Linked DNA regions of Oryctolagus cuniculus: region 2 is linked to region 1. Evidence: chromatin contacts called from public Hi-C data. All regions are on one chromosome and are shown on one strand. Each heading gives the region's core, a stretch centred on a gene start, on an enhancer-like site or on the middle of the called end of the contact. The rest is flanking DNA. Distances are from core to core; before and after follow the strand shown. Region 1 has its middle 260 kb from the start of CXCR4. Region 2 holds the start of CXCR4 (C-X-C motif chemokine receptor 4).

Region 1 (7,063 bases), core at 1,848-4,347:
GACTTGGGTGCCTCAAGTCAGCTTTAGCCAAAGATAAAGCCAGGCAGCATCAGGGTGCCATTGTTTGTATGTACTTCCTTTCATTTTTACTGCAGCCAAGATAACACACAGCACCACCAAGAAATTAAGCTGAGGTCAGCTCTAGTCACGGACTCAGAGATCACAGCTCTCTGTCACCCTGGGGACTTCCACCAACAGCTGATGAGACATCTGTGTATTGATCAGTGCAGGGGCCTCCCTCCCGGGGTGAGAGGAAAACAGGTCATTGGAATTGTTTCTATCCAGCCTTCCTCTTTGCATCTGTACTTCCTGAAGGCTCCCAGAGCCACAAAGAGGGGACCCCTGCAATGATTTGGGAGGGGGGGGTGCCAAAATTATCTTGCTATTCTGCAGCAATATAGCACAGATTCAACTTCAAAGACAGAGTATCCCTTGCTGGCTGATGCCAGCAACATGGAGGAAGCAAAGAGCAAAAGGAGAGAGAGTTGTGCAAGGCAGAGGGTCCTGGTTCTGGTTTAGTTAGCCATTTGTCACAGTGACTTATATAGGGCCTCTTGCATCATGTTCACTACAATAACGTGTCATTTGTGGAAGACTGCACGGTCCCTGCTTTACTGCCACACAGCCCAGCAAGAAGATCCTCAGAGCTTTCTCTCACCAGACAGAAGACGTCTCTCCAAACTGGGACACTAAAACCAGTTCCTGAAGGTGTTTCTCAGATTCATAAGTTTCCCTCAGGGACAGGAACTTGGATCATAAGCTGTAGTGGGTCTGCCTCACCACCAGAGGGTGCCCTGTGGTCATTTTTCCTTCTTAGAGCGTGGGTGACCACAGCCCTCCAGTTTGAGGCAGGACCCAAATGTCAAGTGCAGTACACAAGTGGATGGTTTGTTTTGTTTTGCTTTGTTTTTAAGGAATGCCTCCTGGGATGATGTCAGACTTCCACCATGCATAGTTTTTGTGCTTTGGGCAATGTTCTTTGACCCAAGCTATTGTGAATCCTGAGGAATAATTATCTGAACATTGTACTTTCATTTATGACAGCTGCTCATGTTTGCAAACTGCTTATTTCCAAACAACACACTTTTCAGATCTCCATGATTACCGATCACAAGGAACAAGTGGAGAGAGCGTCTCTCACCAGCTCATCAGCACCCAGAGTTCTGCCAAGACAGGCAGGCTATGGGTTTCCAATTCCAAAGGTCCACTTGCCTCCCACATCCCAAATGCTCTTCTAATCCAATTCTTCCATCTTCTTCCAGTGGGAGGATGACGATGACTAACTCTAGCTCGCAGAGTACTTCCAACTGTGTTAATGAAATGAGTAGGTTTGATCATTTCTATGATCAGTTTACAATGAGGGTGATTATAGTCAGACAGATGATAGCCATGGGCCTGAAGTTTCTGGTGTAAAATTTGACTGGCCCATCATAACAGATGACTGATCTCCTTCTTGTCCCAGCCATCATTTTCTTTGAGTTTTCACCAAAGTCTCCAATATCACAATATCATCAGTTTGGGTGGCATGCTCCATGAACAGTTCTCTATACTTTCACTGCCTTATTTACCTATTTCAGTGCCCCATTTATTCACCTACCTCACCTACAAAGGTGGGGTAGGTAGAGAAGGTATTACTGAACTTTTCCAATTGCTCCAGGCAAAAAAGAGTTGGTCTGTACTGAGCTTCCATGTATTGTACACCCCTTCAATACAGATACTTGCTATGTTATAATGATTCCTTTGCCAAAAACTTCCACCATATGCTTCCCTAAGTCAGGGACCATATCTAGTATTATAGCTTTATATCTTCAAAGCTTTGCTGAGGTCTAGACATGCAGTAAGTGCTTAATAAATGTTTACTTATTTGAATTGCTATACCCTTTTGACAGATAAGGTAATCAAGTCACAGAGAGGTTCTCAATAATACAACATACTGCACCCTCTTCTTGAAGTGAATAATGGAAGGACACAGGATAGTACATACACGGTCCAACAGGAGGGACGAGCAAAGAAAGAGTGTGTGTTGACTCTAGAACAAACTTCCTGTCAAACCAAAAGGAAAGACAGGAAGATCAAAGAGCAGTACATGATCTAGAGTTTTAGCTTTTCACCCAGTGACTGGTGGGAGCCTTTATCTTCTCTGAGTTTTAGTTTTCACTCATTCAGGATGAACAGGGTGGGGTGGAGAATGAGATTATGACTCAGCTATAATGTGGGATGGTCTTGTCAGCATTCTCGCTGGGGAAAGGCACCATACACACGGGCATAGACATGCTGAACACACACCTGCCACATGGGAGGGACAAAGCAACACGGGAAAATGGGATCAAGGCTGAAAGAGCCGTCCAGACACACCCTGAGGGAAAAGGTCTGAAGGGAAAGAGAACCTGCGGAGTCCAAGAGTCAGTTAAGGAGGCAGCGTGGGAGATGCGAGCCCAGACTGAGCCTGAGGTTGAAACGTCTAAGTCAGGAATAACTGACGGGGATGTGTGTCCGTCAAGAGGGTGTGCACGAGTGTGTGTATTCAGAGGACAATAATATCAGGAAGCGGGGCAACCGCTTTTCCCATGGCCCATGTTCTTGTGAAAGGAGGGCTTGTGTTTGAAAAAAAAAAGTTCAATTCAATGTCATTTCCTCTCCCATCTGCATGCGGCTGCACTATATTTCTCCTCCCTGTAGAGCCCCCTATCTAAACTAGGTCTGCCCTCTCATGTGGCTTGGTAGCACTCTCAACTTTGGCTTCACAACAAGTCTTGATTCTAGATGTCTGTAGGCTACCATGTGTCAATTGCTTTATCCCCTGTCACAGTGAAAGCTCTCTGAGAATGAGACAGGTACCTGTTCTTTTCACCAAGAAATTACCCACGCGTGGTGCACACAGTAAGCAGTTAGCGTATGTCTGGAGAACTAAGAAATGGAGAACCAGGAAAACTTGCCAAGAGGTCCCACATAACGGCAGGGCTACCTTCCAGCCCCCAGTTGCTGTGGCTGCTACTGCAGCTTAACCGAAGTCAAGTGGGGACAGAAGTGACAGGTGCAAACCCAGCCACGGCTGACAATCTGGACCTCAGCCGCTGGAGGCACCGAGGGCGAGAATGTCCTATTTCCGATTGAGAAATAAGACCATGAAGTTTCATCAGCCGGCCCTGCTACACCACATCCCCTCCCCATTTCCTCTCAGTCAAAACGGAAGGCGCATTTCTTTCCAAACAAACTTCTCGGGTGAGTTTGACTCCCTCCCACCCAGGCCTCCCCCGGCACACAAATGTGAACACAAACCTGAGCATCCAGTCAGTCTCTGATGAATGATCCTCTCTGCACACACTCAGACCCCTTCCCCTTCCCCAACCCGTGGTCTACTGCAGCTATTTCTGTGTTTGAAGAGCTGAAGCAACTGTCAGAAAGAGTGGGTGATCCACTAAAGGGCAGTGAAAGGCAATCCAGCAAGCAGAGCTCTAGATCCTGACACTAGTTTGCCCCAAGTCTGGCATTCTGCTAAATGCTTCCCTAAATTATCCCTGTTAATCCTCACACCAGCCCTAGGAGACAGGTGTGTTATGGATCCCAATTCACAGAGAGACTGGAGTCACAGAACAGTTACATAACCAGCTCAAAGGCACTCAACTTGAAGTCTGGATTCTAATTCAAGATCAAATCTGACCCCTTAGCCTAAACTCTTCTGCTACCTACTCATCACATGGTGACTGGGGTCATCATTTTCTCTTCTGGGTGGTCAATGAATTGTACACTCTTTAAGCAGTTCAACCACATGGCAGATGAACTGGCCTATAGTTCACCAAAGGCATTTCACCCAGAAGGAGATGTCTTCAGAAAGAATGTGAAGACAGTCTCCAGCATCCCACCCTCACCATCCTACTTCCATGGGCGCCCCTTCTTGCCCTCCTGCCCGCATCAGAGCCTGGACCCTCTCGTCCCACCACAGAGTCCCCCAACCTGGCCTTCCCTTGAATTTCAACTCTCCTCCTCCCAATCATTTTGCCACTGAACTTGAACTCAGTTAATATTCCAGAGGGATGCACCTGACGAACAGCAACTGGGACTTGGACATCCCTTTAAACTCCAAGTACATCTTATTTCAAATCCGCAGGGACCCGTTCTGTCTGCTGTGCCATACCAGCTTGTGTTTAATTCCCCAATGTGATCTCCTGACACTGCTTCAGACCGGCATGTCTGATGTCCTGGGGAGGAACAGAGCTGTCAAAGCCCAGGGATTCCCTCCACTGGGCGCTCAATGCTCACATTTCAACATACAACAACCTTAGGCATGGCGCAAACACGCACACAGTCTGTAGCTGAGGAGTTCACCTCTCGCCCTCTCCCAGCTCCAGCCCTCTGAAACTGGAGGCTTGGGAACAGTTATGCATCACACACATTGTGTGTGACTTACCTACCTTTTCACATGTGATCCTTAAAAACGTTGCCCCGGACTAGGTGGCATTCTCCCAAGTTTACAGAAAAGGCGATCTGGAGATATCACATAACTTTCCACAAGGTACAAAGGATTTGGGGGTCAACTTTGGCCCCAAAACTTTGAGATTTGCCACTACCCCCGGGATGCTTCATGCATGGAAGAGTTCACAAAGGAAAAATCCAGCTCTTACCTGCCCACCCAATCCTGGCCACAAACTGATTAGGGGAACCGCTGATAGCCCACAGAGAGTAGGGATTTTGTGTGAGGCGCAAGCAAACATTTCTGTTCTAATGTGTAATTAGAGTTCTCCTTCTAGCTCCAAGAGTATTGACTGCGGAATTGTGGCCACAAATCCAGTGTGATTTGCTGTTCTACTTATTTGTCCTTTTCATTATAATTGTTTAGACCCACTGTACCAACCTAAGCTATAAATGGCCAATGAAACAAGCGGTAGATGAACTAGCATCAGTAAGGCTGGGGCAACGCAGAACACAACCCAAGTCTTACCGTATGGCCAAACTTTCTGAAAACACTGGTGGTTTTCTCCAAGGCCTCTTAATAATTGCAGGTCTGCTCCGGCTTTAGAATTGTCTCACCTTTGGGGAGAGGGGTGAAATCATAGTATGTTGTTTTAATCTCTTTATAATAGACTAGAGTTCAGATAAACCTGGCTCCTGTGTGCTAGAAGAGGCAGAAAGGGTGAGAAGGAGGTCCCAGAGCCACATAGTTCCCTCTAAAAGTCTTCACTGCACTCACTCTATGAAAATCACATGGGTTCCTGAGCCTGCTACTCTCAAGGGTGCCCAAAGCATGGATTCTCCCAACCTGCAATCAGCATCACTTGGGAAATTGTTAGAAAGGCAAATTCTCCAGCCCTTGTTCAGAACAACGCCTGTATCTCTAGCCCTTGACACAGCGGCTCACTCACAGCACTCACCCACTAAGTCTTTGTGTTTATCGAGTAAATAACACAGGAAGTGGCAACCAAAGAAGAATGAGGGTTGTACGGAACCCACTGGGTCCTGGATGCCATCCACTTGCCATTTGCCCAGCCCTGGCTTATATTCCCCATAGCAGCAGCTCTCTGACTTAAACATGCATCCAAATCACCTGGCTCTATTTCCAGAGTTTCTGGTCTGCCAGGTCCCACTGTGGACCAAGAATGTGCATTTTAACAAGTTCCCAGGTGACACTCATGCTGCAGGTATAGAAGCCTCACTCAAGAACTTCTGCCTCACAGGTAAGCCTCGCCTGTTTCCACCCCAGCCTCTTTCTGCCCTTCGACAGTACACTTATTTTGTAAAGATTTATTTATTTATTTGAAAGGCACATTACAGAGAGATGGGAGTCAGGGGCAGATCCTTAGAGATCTTCTATCCCCTTGATCACTACCTCAAAGGCCAGAGCTGGGCCAGTCTGAAGCCAGGAGCCAGGAGCTTCTTCTGGGTCTGTCATGTGATGGCAGGGACCCAAGGACTTGGGCCATCCTCCGCTGCTTTCCCAAGAGCATTAGCAGGGAGCTGGATTGGAAATGAAGCAACCGGGATGTGAACTGGTGCCCATATCGGATGCCAGCACTGCAGGGAGTGGCTTTATGCTCAATGTCACAATGCCAACCCCAGTATACTATTTTCAAAGGCTTTTCCCCTAAGGTCTCAAATCTGGGCTTAAAAAAGGGCAGACCCCAAAATCACTAAAAACAGAATAAGAATGAATTCCATTCTCTTTAAATCTGCCTTCCTAAGACATCAGTCACTTTCTTCATCCGGGAACTAGAAGCGGACGGAGGGCACAGTTGTTAGGAGTACAAGGCAATGTTTTTGCTCACAGTAGGTGGAGGACGCTGGTTTCTTCCCAGAGATTGCTCTCAAGTCCCTGGTAGACTTGAGAGCTTGCCCAGCCACCAGGTGGCAGCACGCAGTCAGCGTTCACGTGAGATGTGATGCTGGCCCCCAGATCCTTCCTCTCGTGGTTGATACACAGGGTTTCCCTCAGGAAACCTGGCAATGAAGAAATCCTCCATCCAGCAGATGCAGCCCCTAGAACAATGATCTTAAAGAGAGTTGCATGCTTTCCATTCAGTCTCCAAAGGCAGTCACAATTTCCCACACTCAAATTAGGAAACCCAGGGCCAACTGGTCATATGGTACCAAGGAGACAATTGGGCAGAATAATACATCTGTGGAACCCTCAAAAATACATGTGTTGTGTGGCCATCTGAGTCACAAGGCAAATGATGGTGACCTAAAAATAGCTGCATATTGAAAGGTATATTAAAAATTTTAAATCCTTTGCAAATGTTTGGTCTAGTGGTTCAAATGCTGGCTAAGACACCTGCATCCCACATCAGAGTACCTGGGTTCGATACGTGCCTCCAGTTTCTGCCCCCAGCTTCCTACCAGTGCAGACCTCAGCAGGCAGCAGTGACAGCTTAAGTGATTGGGCCCCTGCCACCACGTGAGAGACCTGGATTGAGTTCCCAGCTCCTAGCTTTGGCCACCGCTTGGGGCTATTACTTGGATTTAGGGAGTGAACCAGCAGATGGAATCTCTCCCTCTCCCACCCAAATAATTAAGTAAATAAATAAATCCTAATCCTCAGTACCATGGAAAGTTGTCTCAAAATACGTCT
Region 2 (6,489 bases), core at 2,211-4,710, 260 kb after region 1:
ACCCAGTGCACATGCTCCATGTGATCGAAGACGCTTCTGCACTCTCACCAGACCTCGATTTCTTACCCTGGATTAGCGGTGACAGAACCTGCACACACCTTGCAGAGTTGTTAAGGGGATTATCGAGGGTCAGCAAGCACTCAATACATCAGCTTTGTTTTCAGATTTTTTTTTTTAATTTGTGAGACAGATAGAGAGTAACTTCCCAAATGCTCCCCAAATGTAGGAACCAGGAATTCAAACAAGGTCTTCCACGTCGGTGGCAGGGGCCCAACTCCTGGACCCACCATTTCAGGGTTCACATTAGCAGGAAGCTGGAATCAGCACAGAGCCGGTACTCAAACTCAGGCACTCCCAATACGGGAGGTGGTGTCCCAAGCAGCTGAATCTTAACGGCTACACCAAATGCCCACCCCTATTCATTTTATAAAGTACATCATACAGCAGTTGAGAGTAAGAAATTAGGTAGGATTAGCTCAGGGAAAAATAAACAGAGCTCGTTCCTTGAAACATAAAAAAAGAGGACTGTTAGGGAAAAGGTCATCAAATCTAGTAGAAATATCTAAGTGGATACTTCAGGAAGTGAAAGAATATGAGAAGAAGGACATTTTAGCTCCTTTTTCTTTTGTCATAAAACTTATTGGTGCTGGTGCTCTGTCATACTAGGTTAAGCCTCTGCCTGCAGCACCAGTATCCCAGATGGGCACTGGTTCAAGTCCCAGCTGCTTCACTTCCAAACCAACTCTCTGCTAATGTGCCTGGGAAGGCGGTGGAGAATAGCCCAAGTGCTTAGGCCCCTGTATCTGCGTGGGAGACCCAGAGGAGGTTCCTCCGGGCTTCTGGCTTCAGTTTGGCCCAGCTCCAACCATTGCTGACATTTGGGGAGTGAACCAGCAGAGGGAGGACCTCTCTCTCTCGCTGTCACTCCATCTCTTTCTCTGTAACTCTGCCTTTCAAATAAATCTTTAAAAAAAAAAAAAAAAAGGAACTCATTGACATTTTTCCTGAATGTGAAAATGCTTCATGTCTATTACAGAGAATTTGGAAAGCATAGAAAAGTGCAAGGAAGAAAATAAAAAGCCAATATAATTCCACACCCAGTGGAAACTGCTAAAGAAATTGTGGCTTTCCTCCCAATCTTGTCCTACTGCATATTTCAACCTCAGATACACACAATTTTAAATCCTACTTTTTACACTTAATGTTTCCTAAGTATTTTCCCATATCAATAAAAATTCTCCACAAGCACCATTTGCAGTGTCCACACAAAATTCCACATATGGATGCATAGAAACACTTTCAACTCTTCCAGTAAACAGTGGACATTTAGGGCTACACAGCTATTTCACCATCATAAATAATGCTTCCACAAGTATCTTTGTAGCACAAGCCCTGTTTCCTTAGGGCAAGTTTTTAAAGGTAAACTGCTGTTCCAAGCTCCCTACTGAATACAAAATGTGTAACAGGGAGACTGTCCCAACCCCCATTCCCACCAGTGACAAGTGAGAGACAGCTGGTCTTTTCAAATCTGGAAAACAAATATTATCTTTAAAAAAATGTTTTTGGCTAATTTGATAGACAACAAACAGCATTTCATTGTTCTTTTAATTACTGGTTTCCTTCCAGCAGATATACCTAAAAGGATCTACAAGGAGTCTTCAGATAAACAAAGGAGCTTTCTTTTGTCTGCCAACAATCAACAAATATTTATTATGCAACTAATTTTCTTCCAAATGTCTCTTGTGGAGCAGGTTTAAGGGAGTCCGCCCTCTTCACAATGGTTTTAGCCATTGTGAAGAGAGGAGTTTTGAAGTCCAAATGCAACTAATACTCAGGATAAAACCGACTTGTGAACAGCAAATCATGGCAACCGGGCTGAAATTCGAGTCCATGTATGCAAATATGAAAATCCTGGGGTTGTAGTAATGATTTGGTAAAATAACAGCACTCTTCAAAGTTTCTGGAAAATTCTACATAATGCGATTCCACGAGTAGTCTCATCTAGACAGGAGTGTATGTCCTAATGCCGCGGTCTCTGAGCTTACTACTTTCAGCTTTCCCGTTGGGGTGCAAGTGCTGACTCTACCGACAAATAGGAAAGAGGAAAACCACGCTGCTCTCAGCCTGCGCGCTAGCTCTGGAACACCCCAGGCTGCAAGCTTTTATCTTTCGATAAGGAAGGAGGTAGTGTTTATGGTCCAGTCTGGGCAATCCCTCTCCTAGGGACCCACCCCGGGTGGAGGGAGTCTGTTGTCTGGATCGGCGCAACCGTGGCTCGCGCCGCCCGACGCTCCCACCTCGGTCTCAGTTGTCACTCCTGCGGCCTCCCGCCTGCGGTCGCGTACTTTCTCGGCTCCGCCCCACCCAGGCACGGCGCCGGCGGCAAGTGACGCGGGGCTGGAAGGCACTGTCTGGGCGCCCACCGCAAACCCCATCCCGTCTGCGATTGCTTTAACCGTCCAGTCCTCATCCCTTGCCCCGTCCAGCTCTACAGCCCAAATTGTCATCTGTGCCCACGCTTGTCCCCAGCGCAGAAGACGCCAGAACTGCGGGTCTGGGGCCGGAGCGGGGGAGGAGGGGAACGGTTCAAGCCGACTTTTGCTGTTTAAACCGTTTCTGCTGTTTCCTGGGGGTGCGGGCGTCTGGCCCGCGGCTGGATCTGCAGAGCCTGCAACAGTGCGCGGCTCGCAGGCCGACCTCGATAGGTATCAGTTGACCAAATGGACCTCTGTCATGAAAACTCACAGAGCGGTATGGGGATAACGAGTGATTCTGTACAAGTTCAAAATGCCATAGACTCCACATTTCTTTTCTAATAAAGCACCCTTTCATAATTTTTAAAGCACCATTCATGCAACTGGGAGCCACCACTGGATATTCCTGCAGGAATACGCATCTTCTTCCCCATCACAGTCTCCGTAATTATGACAACCCCTAGCTTCCCCGGTGTTATTATTGCGAACGTGCACGGAGAGCTGTGCTCCGACGGAGGGAACTTGCCTCACCTTCTGAGCGGATTCTTAACTGCTCAAAAAGCGGAGAGTGGAGTCAGGTGCTTGGCCCCACTTCCAACATTGCCGCCTACTGGTTGGGTCACTCCCTCAAGTCTCCTCCCCGCCCTGCGCATCGGGGGTCTCCAAGTGTTAGTTAGCATTTCCAGGTGTGAAAATCCATCCACGTGAGCAAGGATGGATGCGCCACGCCCGGACGCGTCCCAGCCAAAGCTTCCCGCCTCGCTCCAGGGACATCGTGCTTTCCCCAAATTCGAGAATGCCTCCGCGATGGCCCACCGGGCGCAGGGACCAGGACGCGATCAACCCCCTAAGAGCCTTCAGTCGGCGGCTTCCGAAGGGGGCACGCTGCCCCCGAGCCCTTGTGTGTTCCTCCTGGTGGCCCGCGCTTCTCCCCCACCCTGCCTTTCCCCTCCCCTCCCGGCCCCGCCCGCCTGCCCACCCGCTCTGCGCATGCGCTGCTCTGGGAGCGTGTTTTTATAAAAGTCCAGCTTCGGTCAGAAACTTCAGTTGTTGGCTGCGGCAGCAGGTAGCAAAGTGTCCTCGAGGACTTGGGTGCTCCGGTAGCCACCGCGGCTGGAGAGCGAGCAGTCACCATGGAAGGGATCAGTGTAAGTCCAGTTTCAACCTGTTTTGTCCTAAACGTGCCCACGCTTGAACTTAGAGCGCAGCCACTTTCTGAGCGGGCAGAAGAGACCAGAACGTTGGAAGTGCCAGTGCACGGGCAGTTTTCGTGATTATAGCCAGGTGGGGGTAGGACTTGGGATCTTCTTTGTAAGCAGAGAAAAGCTTGGAAACGGAGCGTTGGGTGGCTGCGTGTGTCCCACTCAACCCCTTGAGTCTTGGGGCGCGCGCCGGTTTTCGAGCTGTTTGCAAACATAACAACATTCGGTGCACAAGTGCACCGAAGTAGCGCGCGCGGCGCCAGCGCTCAGACCCTCGGTCTCTTCTTGAGAGCAAGGTTTTCTCGGAGCAAGTTAGGTTATCAGAATTTGGAGGTGGAGGGGATCGCGCCTGGGCTGAATAACCCAGATGAGACTGCCTTCTTGGTTAACTTCTGGCAAAGGATCGGGTGGACCGTTCTTGCCGTTGGGCACTTGCTTGCTAAACTCTTGGCCACCCGCGGAACTGTGCCAGTGCCCGGGCTCGGTGGGCAGAGGGCGGGAAAGAAAGGCGGCCCTTCCGCGCCAATTGCCTGAGCGGTCTGAGTGGTGGCAGCAGCTGGGAGGCGGCCGGTTTTGTAGCCTGAGCGCCTTGGGACCGAGGCGCAGACGTAGCGGGCGTCGGAGGCGCGTAGCCCTTCCCTGGCTGCGAATGGGCCCCGAGGTTTAGGGATCGTGCAGAGCCCAGAGGGTTGTGTGGGAGACACCGTGCAGCCGCTAACGGCGAAGGCGAAGCGTTGCGCGGCTGGGACTTAGCGCGGGAGGGTGTTGGGTCCGCACCTGGGCTGCCCGGCCGCCGCGGCGAAGACAAGCAGGTGCAAGTGGAGAGACCGTTTGGCTCTCGCCGAGCCCAATTGCGGCGTTTAACCGTCGGTGGTTTCCTGAAGCCTTTTGAAACCGGCTCTCTACGGACGCTTTTCGTTTCCTTTCGCGGCGCGCAATTCAAAGGCGCTCGCCGCGGAGCCGCCCAGTCTCTCCAGCACCCTGCGGAACAAGCCCGGCGCGCAGCCGGGCAGAGCCCCTGGGACCAATGCCCACCAGCAGTGGGCATGGTAGGCAGCCGCGGCCTCCCAGCGCTGGGGCGACCAGGTCCCCGGCGTGCCCGCCGCCAGGAGGCTTCCAGCTGCCCACCTCGGAGCCCATTTACACTGGATCCGTGGCGGGGTTGGGAAGCCAGGCGGGAGAGTGAGGAAATGAAACTTGGGGCAGGACCACGGGGTGCGGACCCCGTGACTTTCCCCACCCAGGAAAATGCCGCGCTCCCTAACCTCCCGAACCCGCCAAATGATAAACAGGAGCCTGGCAAAAGATCCACGCCCGCGATGAGTGCCCTCTTGGGTTAGGGGGTGCCGTTGGCTGGTCTGACGCGAGCCCTCAGTACCCCAAGCTCCAAAGGGCCTTCGCTTTAAGCCCGCCTTCTCTTATCCCACTGTGAGTTACTGGAAGCATTGGGTTGGGTTTGGACAGGCGTGGGAAAAACGTTTTGTGCCTTTGGAGTGTCAGTCTTTGGGACACCCCAGGGCCTCTCCCTCCTCTTTCTTGTTCTAGCGAATCTTACAAAAAGTTAATCCCAGCTTCTACCCCCACCCAACGTTAGATTCCACCCCTACACCACCCAGACACCCATGCCGCCTGGGAGTGGCCTCTTTGTGTTTGTAGGTTTTTTTTCCTCCTCCTCCTAAGGTTGTATTCCTCCCTCTAGTGGGCGGGGCAGAAGAGTTAGCCAAGATGTGACTTTGAAACCCTCAGAATCTCAGTGCCCTTTTGTTCTTAACAAAAAATCTTGTAATTGGTTCCAGTAAAGAGGGATATAATGAAGTGACTCTGGGGAAAGATGGGAAAGAGGGGCTGCAGGATTCTACGATAATTCTCTTGTACCCTTGCCCCAGGACTTCAGAATTGCCTGCAGAAAGCTAGCCTGCCGTGAGTGTTATGCATTCTTGTTTAAGACGTAAACGTTCTCTACAGCTCGAGCATGGTGAACAATTGCTGAACATGGAAATGAACGTGCCTTCCTTTGCCTCTCTTGCAGATTTACACTTCAGACAACTACACGGAGGAATTGGGCTCAGGGGACTATGACTCCATAAAGGAGCCCTGCTTCCGGGAGGAAAACGCCCATTTCAACCGCATCTTCCTGCCCACCATCTACTCCATCATCTTCTTGACTGGCATAGTGGGCAATGGGCTGGTCATCTTGGTCATGGGTTACCAGAAGAAGCAGAGAAGCATGACAGACAAGTACAGGCTGCACCTGTCGGTGGCCGATCTCCTGTTTGTCATCACGCTTCCCTTCTGGGCAGTGGATGCTGTGGCGAATTGGTACTTCGGGAAGTTCCTGTGCAAAGCTGTCCATGTCATCTACACAGTCAACCTCTATAGCAGTGTCCTCATCCTGGCCTTCATCAGTCTGGATCGGTACCTGGCCATCGTCCATGCCACTAACAGTCAGAAGCCAAGGAAGCTATTGGCTGAGAAGGTGGTCTACGTCGGTGTCTGGATTCCTGCTCTCCTGCTGACTATTCCCGATTTCATCTTTGCCAATGTCAGAGAGGCAGAGGGGAGGTACATCTGTGACCGCTTCTACCCCAGTGACCTGTGGGTGGTTGTGTTCCAGTTTCAGCACATCATGGTTGGCCTTATCCTGCCGGGTATCGTCATCCTGTCCTGCTATTGCATAATCATCTCCAAGCTGTCACACTCCAAGGGCCACCAGAAGCGCAAGGCCCTCAAGACCACTGTCATCCTCATCCTGGCCTTCTTCGCCTGCTGGCTGCCCTACTACATTGGGATCAGCATCGACTCCTTCATCCTCC

Evidence for each region. A called contact is a pair of places that touch in the nucleus more often than the background predicts.
Region 2: a Hi-C map of an unstated tissue shows a contact between it and region 1, with 5 times the contacts expected there. The contact joins the promoter of CXCR4 here to the enhancer-like site in region 1. A contact is called at or near these places in 2 of 6 Hi-C or Micro-C datasets (psoas muscle and an unstated tissue).

What each region holds. Positions count from the first base shown.
Region 1 is chr3:106,950,739-106,957,801 of mOryCun1.1, forward strand. No RefSeq gene overlaps it. Among named protein-coding and RNA genes, the nearest start is that of CXCR4, 260 kb to the right of the region's middle. Within about 2 kb of position 3,098, at least 3 of the 8 cell types and tissues checked have an H3K27ac peak or open chromatin away from gene starts, as enhancers often do.
Region 2 is chr3:107,209,000-107,215,488 of mOryCun1.1, forward strand. It overlaps CXCR4 (C-X-C motif chemokine receptor 4), which reads left to right and starts at 3,461. Exons shown (of 2, transcript XM_002712124.5): 1 at 3,461-3,622; 2 at 5,706-6,489. The coding sequence starts at 3,608.